Regions from separate parts of the Hordeum vulgare genome. Here region 2 is linked to region 1. The links are chromatin contacts, called in public Hi-C maps. All regions are on one chromosome and are shown on one strand. Each heading gives the region's core, a stretch centred on a gene start, on an enhancer-like site or on the middle of the called end of the contact. The rest is flanking DNA. Distances are from core to core; before and after follow the strand shown. Region 1 holds the start of LOC123447867 (mucin-1-like). Region 2 holds the start of LOC123447873.

Evidence for each region. A called contact is a pair of places that touch in the nucleus more often than the background predicts.
Region 2: a Hi-C map of seedling shows a contact between it and region 1, with 4 times the contacts expected there. The contact joins the promoter of LOC123447873 here to the promoter of LOC123447867 in region 1. A contact is called at or near these places in 2 of 6 Hi-C or Micro-C datasets (leaf and seedling).

Annotation. Positions count from the first base shown.
Region 1 is chr4H:58,942,592-58,948,325 of MorexV3_pseudomolecules_assembly, forward strand. LOC123447867 (mucin-1-like) reads right to left here and starts at 2,616. Exons shown (of 1, transcript XM_045124575.1): 1 at 671-2,616. The coding sequence starts at 2,411. The coding sequence ends at 1,086. It overlaps LOC123447870, which reads left to right. Exons shown (of 7, transcript XM_045124576.1): 7 at 135-577. The coding sequence ends at 286.
Region 2 is chr4H:59,384,995-59,390,728 of MorexV3_pseudomolecules_assembly, forward strand. LOC123447873 reads right to left here and starts at 3,608. Exons shown (of 5, transcript XM_045124580.1): 1 at 3,394-3,608; 2 at 2,323-2,985; 3 at 1,019-1,094; 4 at 803-929. The coding sequence starts at 2,972.

The DNA of each region.
Region 1 (5,734 bases), core at 1,366-3,865:
TCTGATCACTTCTTGATCACAACTTATGTTTTAAATCTCAATATTACCTGGAATGACGAACTAAAGAGATGGCGCAGAAAGGATGTACATCAGTTTCATGTAGTCTCATCTAACATTAGAGTCATACACTACAGGTATGTCAGATGCAGAACTTCTTACCCTGCAAAAATACAAGATAAAGGCAATGGATTCAACAGACACGCTGGAAAGAGTAAACAGCGGAATCGAGTACGTAGAACATAATATCGGTATGATTGCCGCTAGACTGGCAATTCAGAATATATGACCCTCCGATCTCGGTACTTCTTACGCAGTCACGTGCATATGCCATCATCATCACCAGAGAATTATATACTGAGTACCTAATACTTGTAAGATCCAACTGATGCTCATGACCCAAAAAAGATTTAGTTACATTCTCTGACATCAGAAGGTCTTCACTTAATTTACATCTGTGTTGTATACAAGGAGAGGTCCAAGTAGCACAGCTTGATTATTTTTGACACATTTGATGTACATTCAGAGACTAATAGGAGAGTGCATACTGAATAAACTCTCGCAATTTCGTTTCCGAAAACGTTCACAACTCTGTTTTCCCAGCACCTTGTATCGGTTCGGTTGTTTGGGCTTTATATATATAATTGGAAGAAAGCTTGTTTTGAGAAATGCGTTGCTCAAACAACTCTTATAACTTAATTCCATGAGATAATTCATACACCTGATTACATCTGGAAAGCCAAAAGGCTACATGCTCTTGTATGAACTCTGTAGAATCTAAACCGAAGTGATTCATACAACTGGTTGATCTGGAACGCCTACAAGGCTACAAGCTCCGGTATGAACCCTAGAATCAAAATCGAACTAATTTGTAAAACTGATAAATCTGGAAAGCCTACATACAGGCTAACAGCTCTGGTATGAACTATGTAAAATCTGAACCGAAGTAATCATCTCGAAAGTAAATAATGGAAGCAAAGATACTATTCCGCCCGCTGATTGAGAATCAGCAGGAGGAAATCATGAGTGGGCTAACGGGTTAGCATGCTGAGCTGCAAATCCCCCGGTAGCGCTGGCAGAAGTATCGCCTACTCCTGCGGAGCCATCTCGACGCCGAAGATGCGGATGAAGCCACGCATCCCCCTCCCTTGCTCAGCCGTAGCCAAGCCCGGAGCGGAGCTGCTCACGTTTGCAGGAGTGGCACTGGATGAGGAGCCCGGAGCGGAGCTGCTCACGTTAGAAGGAGTGGCACTGGATGAGGAGCCCGGAGCCGAGCTGCTGATGTTAGCAGGAGGGAGACGGGACGAGGAGCCCGGAATTGAGTTGCAGATGTCAGCAGGAGGGGCACGGGATGAGGAGCCTGGAGCGGAGTTGCTGATGTTTGCAGGAGGGGCACGGGATGAGGAACCAGCATAGGCAGGGGCTGGCCCCGCCGTGTTGTGGTTCATCCGCAAACCGCGATGTCGAGGGGCCGAGCGGGGTTTGCGGGGCCGTTTGGTGTAATTTGGCCACCCTGGCCGGTCCAACCAGGCGCTCATCGAGCTGTGATGCATCGTCCGGGCCAGGGAGGCAGATACGACCTCCTTGTCCTGCAGTTCCTCCTCCATCCTTCGCATGTTCCCATGATCGTAAGCAGCAGGGGTAGCGAGAGCAGTTGCAAAGGCCATTGGCGCCACCGCGTCCGGAGACGGTGCAAAGATTGCATCAGGTGGGTGCGGCCTTTTGATCCCGCGTGCGCATGCACCAGCAACGCCATTGCCATGGCCATAAGTGGCAGGGGCTGCCGAATCTGGTGCAAGGGCAGTAGGCGCACCGGATGCCGGGGTATGTGGAGGCGGTGCAGAAGTCGCAGCAGAAGGGGCTGCCACAATCGCCATAGTTGCTGCCGCACGAGGATCCACGATGTTCACGGAGGAGTTATTAGTATTGGAGGCGAGCTTGTTAGCCATCTCCTCCTCCTCCTCGTCGTCATCGCTGAGGACAACAAGGACGGTGTGGGTCTTTGGCACGTCTGTTGACTCGAGTACATGATATGGGGGCGTTACGGGTTCCTTTCCCTTGGGAATGTTGGCAGTGATGCGTTGGCCAGAGACGGCCAACTCGTTGGCCTCCTGGCGCATGATCTTCTGCGCATCGCTCACATATTTGGCATAGCGCCGTTTGTCCAAATCCTTCTCCTGCACCCTCAGGGCAAACTCCCTGTCCAAGATCTCCATTGTCCTAGCCCTGTCCGTGGTCGCCCCATTTTTAAGGCCTTGACTGCCCGATCTGGTCCGAAGCAAAGTTTTGGTAGCGAATAGATGGTCCTCGGCCTCCTTCTCGGCCACCCCCAGATCCATACCTCTCTCCTGGTGTGGAAACGGCTGCCGGTTATCAGCAGTGTCTGAATCTTGAAGCGGCATCGATGAATTCATGCGGCCACCGCGACCATCCTGACCACTGCAACCACCCTGACCACCGTCTCCTCGCCGTAGGCGTGGCGAAAAGAGGCGTAAGAGGGGAGCAGCTCCCGTCGGCGGTCTTCCTTGATTAGCATGGCCGCGACGTGATGAAGGGCTTCCGTGGTTGAAAATACGGCGGAACTTTCGCTTCCTGCTGCCGCGGGTCGATGAGGGAAGATCTTCGGGGGTCATCGGAGGCAAGGGGAGTGGGTGGGTGGGTGGGTGGGGGTCTTCTCTTCTGGAGAGAGTAGACATTTGGAGGAGTTTGGCAAGTTTTGTTGTGTGAGGAGAGCCTTGTGGTTCTGAGTACCGGTTAAGTAGGCGTGCGGCCTGGTTAGGGTTTGTTTCTTTCCTCTTTTACCAAAGAAAGGCTGCCCTCCTCCCTCTCCAACACGCACACAGCAAGCACGGACATCCATGTGGTTATCCTTTTTACACACGGTATCGACAGATCGATGTGATCATTCATACTTTGTGTTTTACCATGCGTTCCTACTCACAACTGGCATTTGTCATGGTTCTGTGTCAAAATAGGTTGTCATTAACTTCACATGTTTTGGAGTTTTGTCGATTCAATGGAATAAGGAAAGAAACACAACCCCCACCGCACCGTTCATCATTTGTGTTTGCCATGCATTCATACTCATAGCTGGAATTTGTAGTGGTTATGTGTCATAGTAGGCCATTAACTTTACATGTTTTGGAGCTTCGTCGATTATATGGAATAGAGAAAAGTCCACATTTCAAGGCTTAACTAACCATGTGGTTTGATTTTCAACCCTGAACTCTAAAATCGGTTGGATTCAACCCTCAACTTGTCACAGGGTCCAGATTACAACCCTTGACTCAGTAGGCTGGTCAAGCGGTTTTGACCGAGTCAAAGCTGACTGGACAACACAGTCAGCATGCCACGCGCGCATCAATCCAACCCTATACCCATCTTTGTCTCTTGTTCATTCATAGCCACACCCCGCACCCAAGTCCACCCCATCGCCGCCTGGGTCGCAAGGGCCGCCGCCTGAGTCGTGTCCACAAACTCCACCGCCGGCGACCAGAGACAGGCGGCACCGCCACACCGCCGGCAGGTTCACCCTCTCTTCCCTCCCTTCCCCCCTCTATTTCCCTTAGGTTGTTGTTGTTGCTGCTAACCCTAGGCATAGACAAGTTGTTGTTGCTAGCTTGGGCTTGTTGAAACCCTAGTAATACTTTCTCATTTTGTTTTTTCATCTTTTATAAATTGAATGGATCCTATGGATTTCATGGTTGTGCAATTCCATTTCAATGGTGCGTTTGTGCGTGAGGGTCAAAATTTGGAATATGTTGGAGGCAGGGAGGAAATTGCTCATGTCGAGCGGCGCAATTTGTCCTTAGGCACTATTGTTGTTAATATGAAAGTGCATTCGAGTGTTGCTCGACGAGGAGTAATCATGATGCTCCATTGGTCATGTCCTAGAAAACAATTGTCTGATGGATTGATGGGATTAGTTGATGAAAATTTGGTGAAGCTGAGGGATCGATAGAAGATGTGTCTAGAGGGGGGGGGGGGGTGAATAGACTACTTGTTTAGATAAAATTCCTGGCCTAACCCAATTTCAAGGAGGGCAGAAATCTAGCAGTTCTAACAAGTCTAGTGCACCCTACACATGCTAGTCAATATAAATGGCAACGGAAAAGTAAAGACTTTGTGCATGTAAAGGAGTAGAGATTAAGAAGATCAAACGCGAAGAAGTTGACACGACAATTTTTGGCATGGTTCCGATAGGTGGCGCTATCGTACGTCCATGTTAGTGTAGACTTCAACCCACAGAGGGTAACGGCTGCGAGAGTCCACGGAGGGTTCCACCCACGAAGGGTCCACAAAGAAGGGGCCTTGTCTATTCCACCACGGCTTTCATCCACGGAGGACTAGCCTTACTCACGGTAGATCTTCACGAAGTAGGCGATCTCCTTGCCCTTACAAACATCTTAGTTCAACTCCACAACAGGAAGTAGGAGGCTCCCAAACGACACCTAACCAATCTAGGAGGCACCAACCTCCAAAAGGTAATAGATGTGGTAGATCAATGAACTCCTTGCTCTTGTGCTTCTAAAGATAGTCTCCTCAACACAAAATCACTCTCTCACAGAATATGCATGGGTAGTAGAGATTGATTTGGTGGAAAGCTGTTTGGGGAGGCTAGAGATCAAGCTTCAAATGATTGGATTGGAATATGTCGGTCTCAACACATGAGTAGGTGGTTCTCTCTCAGAAAATGGATCTGGCAATAAAATGTGTGTTCTGAGGGCTTCTCCCATGAATGAGAGGTGGGTGAAGGGGTATATGTACACAACACACAAAATCCAACCGTTACACACAAAGTTGCAAACTCGGTGACACCGAAGTGAAAAACTCGGTGGTACCGATTAACACAAAGGTAGCATTTTCTGAATCTTGGTGAGACCGATATATGAAACTCGGTGGCACCGAAAAGGTGGCTAATGGTCAGATGGCCAAACTCGGTGTCACCGATACTCAAACTAGGAAATTCTGATTTTGTGTACCGAGGCACCCGAAAGTTGGTCACCCAAACTCGGTAGCACCGACTTGGTTTCGGTTGCACCGATTTGGTGGGAATGGCTAGGGTTTCTGTCTGAGATCAAACTCGATGGGTCCGAAATGTGGAAGTTGGTGACACCGAATTTGTGTATGTGGATTTTGACAGAATGGATATGTGGGAAAATGATTGAGTATTTTGGTGGCTAACTTTGAACACTTTGAGCAATCAGTTCATTTTACTACCTCACCCCCTTTTAATAGTATTGGCTGATGGGGATATGTACCTAGGGTAGGGTCACATGCCTGACCTAGGTGTCCTACCTAAGGGTACTTCATTATTAACTTGAAGGTCACAAGGAGGATTCCGACTGGATATCCATGGCGTCTAAGTCACTCGGTAAGCAATCACTCGGAGTATGTTCCCCTTCACTCGACAACCAACTTCCACTCGGAAGAAACCATTCGACGCAAAAGACCAGAAGCCACTCCAGGAAGGCCAACATGCGAGCGTTCGGCTGGTCATCATGAATAGCATTAATTACACACGTTATTAGTAACACACACCTTTAAACTCTATTGATCAAACCCTTAGATGCTGGCCCTTGATGAGGGGTAGCACACTCTAGATAAGCCACCCCTCCCTCTGGTACAAGGGTTTGCACCCCGTGTAATATACATTCCACACTGCAAGAGCTCCAGAGCACTGAGACGTAGGGCTGTTACCTCCACGAGAGGGGCCTGAACTCATACATTTTGCGTA
Region 2 (5,734 bases), core at 2,358-4,857, 440 kb after region 1:
ATTTCGTTTTATGCCTTGTAAACTTCAAGGTTTATTAGGTGTTTGAAGGATAAAACAAATAGTAGCCGACGTTTGAGCTCACTTAAAACATGATTGTTTGATATCAAACTTTTATGAAGACGCTTCAGCCTAAAGTTCAACCATAGACTTTTTACTGACAAGACAGTACAATGTAAAGATACCCCTCGAGAATTTGAGCACCATCGATATTTAACAGTAGTTCATATTTCTCCTGTCCAGAAGACATTGTATAGAAGATTCTAAACTTATTTATTTATGCCTGTACACACTACTTGACTTTTCACTGAGAAGACCATCTATATATAACACTAGTTTCATGTTTCTCCTCACTTGTGCCAAGCGGTCCTGGGTTCGAACCAGCCTCTCTGCATTGCACTTTGCAGGGGTAAGACTAGGTTCCTATAATCCCTCCCCAGACCCCACCTTGTGTGGGAGCTTCTATGCATTGGGTCTGTCTTTTTTCATGTTTTTCCTATCCAGAAGACGTATAGAAAACAGACTTGTTGATGCATGTAGCCACTACTTGGTTGACCCTCAATCTTACTTAAGAAACTCATGTTTCTGATCCTCATTAACGTCACAGAAAGTACAATGCCCCAACTTCTTGTTACAAAGTATGAATAGAAATATAGAACATCGAAATGGTATCTCTAAAGTTCACTGAAGAGTTACATTTGAATAATTTCTTAGTGGAATTTAATGCAATTGTCAAAAGAGATATTGTTTGATGGGGAGCAGAACTCCAAAATAAGAAAACAAAAATACAAGTTGGCATACTTACCACGTTTAATTACTTGCTCCTGAGCTATACTCTCCAGCCTTTGCTTCAAGGCTTTGTTTTCCAAGTCTAACATTATATTTTGTTGAGTAAGAAACTCCATTTCAGCAGATACTTCTATCCCTTCTGACTGCATTATTCAGACATGAATATTTTCTGTTTGTCAAATACAACACTAAATTGTGGAACAGAAACCACCTTTTGTTGTGGTGAGCTCACCTGTAATGATTGGACTTTACCCTCAAGCTCGGCAATATACTGGAGTTTTCGAACACGAGATCTTTGAGCATATTGCCTGCAAGCGACGTTGATTAAAAAAATCAGATGCATTAAAGTATGGAAATGTTAATCCATGCTATTACAACTTGCCGATTAGGAATCTTGACATATATATGTACGCTAATTAAAATAAAAAAATCTGATAAACCATAGTGCTTTAAGTCCAGTCTAACTAGTATATAAGTAGCTATGCAATTGCAATGTCCGTACCATTGTCCATTAAGGATTTTACAATTTATACTTCATCCGTTCCTAAATACTCCCTCCGTTCCTAAATATAAGTCTCTGTAGATATTTTACTAGTGGACTACATACGGATGTATATAGACATACTTTAGAGTGTACATTCAATCATTTTGCTCCGTATGTAGACATCTAGTGAAATCGCTTAAAAGACTTATATTTAGGAACGGAGGGAGTATAAGTCATTTTAAAGATTCCACTACGGACTACATACGAAGCAAAATGAGTGAATAAATACTCTAAAGTATGTCTATATACATCCGTATGTAGTCTGTAATGGAATCTCTAAAAAGACTTATATTTAGGGACGGAGGGAGTATATGAGCATGTCTGATTTAAGACTCATAAAGTTGAGTTGCAATTTTGAAAGAAAAACATCCAAATGTTGTTTTACATTTATGTTGCCAAAGGACACTATCCATTCTCTCAGATGTGACCACATCTAATGTGTGAAATAAGTACATATTTGCACTATCCTATATTCCTATCAGATGTGCGCATCGGTGGTGGAGGGAGGGAATGACATGGGCCAGGGCTGCCCTCATGTTTCCTAAGTGCATGCCTATCATCTTGGCAATCCTTAAAATCCAAGGAATTCTCTAGTATTGCATACTTTGGGCCCTCTCATTAAGATTGTTAAAATGTTTGATTCATTTGGCAGCCCTCTAACTCTAGTTCCTTGCTCCACCACTGGCGACCATGATCAAATGTGCCACGCAGCTATACAGAAGAATTATTAAACGACTACATTGCTTGCTTTATCGTGTTGAAACTAGAAGAGTGTATTCTGAATTTAAAATCTAAGCTAACCATAATTTGATTTTAAAATATATGCTAACCCACAGCAAAGGGCTGACCCTGCTGTATGCGGTCAAAATTAAGTAAATAGATAGCACTCCCCGGCTCTCGTCATTAATGGTTCTCAACTGTAAGATTTCAGAACACAGATAAGTGTTGGGATAGATAGCATGGATGCAATCATGCAGCAGAAGTATACTCACTGTTTAGCACGCTTGGTGTCCGCCTCTGACTGTGCGTACTTTGGCAGCCCACCATCCTTCCTCTCTGCCCCAAGTTCATCAAGAGCTCTTTTGTCCATGGCATGCTCATGATCCCTCGACGCACTCAGTGAACCGTGATGCCCACCCAACTTCTCCCTCACCGGCACCGGCGGCCCTGGCCTGTAACCAGCCAAATTCGGCATGCCTTGCTCCCACGGCCGGCCCTGCGGTCTCCCGTATGAGCTTGGCTTGGCATAGTACTCCTGCACGCCACCCCATGGCGCAGCCTGCCCTCCTCCCCCCATCTCCTCAAAACCATTGGCAAATGCGCCCGAGGCAGCGCTTCCGTCGAACAGTGCAAAAGAGTCGCTCGACGACCTGCGGTGCCCGGCGCGGCGAACGGGAGTCTCAGGCTCGTCGAGCAGGTCGTCGAGCCACGACGGCTGCTCCTCAATGATGCTCTCAGACGACGTGCGCTGGTGGTGCCCATGGCCGTGGCCATGCCCAAAGCGGTGGTGCGTGGCGCCCTGTGGCCGGGCGATCGGGCCGTGGTCTGCGTACGGCGACGGCGCCGGCGCCGCGGCGGTCGGGAACGGGCTACGCGGCGGCAGCAGCGCCTGCTTCTGGAGTTTCGCGTTCGCCATCATCATCTGCCCGACCAAACTGCACACAACAAAGAGCACATCTGTGACATAAATCAAGATTTGGAGCAAATTTAACACTAAACTAGCACGAGCTTGCATCGAATCGAGGCGGTCCAATTCACAGCTCTACCCACAGATCTCAGCAAACGGCACGACAAAACAATTTTGCTTGCGTTCTTCTACGGCGAATTCGCGTCAAAGATTCGAATTTGCTTCGAACCGCAAGCGTCCAATTGTGCCACGAAGCGGTCAAGATCCGAGGTCCGCATAGAGGACCGAACTGGAGGATGTCAATTGGACGAAGAGAACGCAGCAGAAACAAGCACGCATCGAAACAGCACGGCGCAAATCGAGGCGGATGAAGAGGGGCGAGGACGCACCAAGAATCGCGGAAAGAACCAACCAAAAAACCCCGAAAAAGACTCACCAATTCGGCCGCGACTCTTCCAACCGCCCCGCCCCAGAATTGCCGCAGCCAAATCCTCGCACTAATCCACAGTTACTCGTATTTGTTGGAGCTAATCTTCGGGGAATTAGAGCTTGCGGCGAGGAGGGGGCCGGCGAGGGAGGGGAGGGGAGGGGAGGGGGAGAGTGGGAGACGAATGGAGAAATTGTATACTAGTACTGAGGGGAGAAAAAATCAATTAAATAGTGTCTCTCTCGCTAGTGTTTTAATATTGCGGCAGCGACAAAGAAATTGGTTTGCAGAAACTTTGATGAGCGTCCGCCGTCGGATTGAGAGGCCCAACGGTGTCGAGAAATCTGGTGAGAATTATTGTCTTCGATGCGGCGAAGCAGGTGGCCGGTACTACTAGTGGCGAGAGATGTAAATGCTGTGCGTACCCAAGGCGTGCCTATGTCAATTTTTGATTATTACTCTCTCCGTTTCAAAATTCTTGTCGTAGGTTTTATACATCCATTTCTAAACAAATCTAAGACAATAATTTTGTGACGAAGAGAGTATATATTATGTGCGTATTATCCATGTGACCCACTTTGTGCAAAGGAGAGCATAATTTTGGAGAAACTTGAACAAGGTTTTATGATTGTTTGGGCTTGTTTCGGTGTTTATAGTCTCTAGGTGATCGATGATACCCTTGATATTACATGGATATTGTGGTGGTGTTAGAGCAACTCCAACGGAGTGATCCATTTCGTCTGTCGCCGTTCGTTTGGATTCGTGCGGACAAAAACTTGATCCAACGCGTCGACCCAAACGGACGCGCGTCCGCTTTTTGTTCGCCTATCGACCCATTTCCAGTCCAAATTTTGAGCCTGATTTACGTCGGCGCGGACATGAAACGGACGCACGCGGCGCGCGCCTACTTCCCTCCCTGGCCTGCAAGTCGGCGACAAAGCGGCCACTTTTTCCCTCCATTTTCCCCAAACTCTTCCGCTCGCTCCTGCGCCAGCTCCCACCGCCATGGACGACGACTTCGAGGTCATCGCCGCCATCGCCTCAATGCCCATGTCCGTCGCCACCGCCCTCTTGGCGCGTGGGGGGGGGGGAATAAGTTGTGCATGACCATGGTGACGGCGAGAAGACCCGACCGCGGGGGAAGACCAACTCAAAGAAGGGGGACAGGTGGAACGCGGCGTCGATCGCCTTGCTTGAAAAAATGGAGGGCATGATAAGCAAGAAGGACTTGCGGGAGGAGAAGAGTCGGCAAGAAAAGGAAGACCAAATGCACGCCTTCATGAAAATCCAAAGAAGGAGGTTCGAGATGGACGCGGAGAGGCAAGCCAAGATGCTTGAGTTGGAGGAGGCGAAGCAAGCCAAGATGTTCGAGATCGAGGCCACCATTGCCAGGACCAATGCGAAAGAAGTGGCCCTCGCAAACATGAAGACGGGCGCGGAGATTATGAAGGTTGATCTGAACACCGTGTCGCCGAGAAAGAGGCTATGGTTCGAGAAGATGCAAGCCAAAATGTTCAAGTTCGACCAGCTGTGATCTGCGACGGAGATCAACGGAACCTTTTTTGTATGCCGGCAAGTGTGCTTGCATGACCACGGGTCGATATAGCGTGGTCGAATTTGGCATGCTGGCATGTGTGTCGGCCGCTGACAAGTGTACCAACATGAACTATTGAACGTTAGCATGCTGACCTGTTTTATCTGATGTACGGGCATAAATGGATCGCTAGTGTTGAACACGCGGTCAATAAAAAAAAATGCGGACAACCGACTAAAACGAACAAAAAGCGAACAAAATCGTCGTCCGTTTGGATCGACCGGTTGGAGTTGCTCTTACATGTTTCTTTGAACCAAAAGAATGATGCATTTGCCAGCAGGACACAATTGAACCATATACACAACATAGGCAGGAGACATTCGACCCAAGAAAAGAGCAAGAAAACAGAAAGAAATGATGTGCATGACCTAGCGGTGGAGCTGGTGCATGTGGCAGGAGGAACACGGCATTGTTGTTTAAGTGCAGCCCATATTGGGTAGTGGGGGCAAACAGAAAACAGAAAACAACTCATGCCACCGGCCGGACAGCTCAGGATCCAGCTGCGACCACAACACCATCTGCTGCTGTCGTGCTGTCTTTATCCCCCCCTCTCCCTACTTGCCCTCCTGGCCAGCTTTTCTTTTCATTTTGCACCTCGTGGCTTGCTACGTTCATCCTCGTGGCATTTTCTTTGCATTAAAAAAACCCAAACTTCTTTTTTAAAATCAGAGCGCGCGAAGAAAATGAGATTGTTCGTTATCGCCGTTCTCTCTCCCAAGCCGGCGCGGCCGCCTTGAAGATCATCGAGAGAAGGCA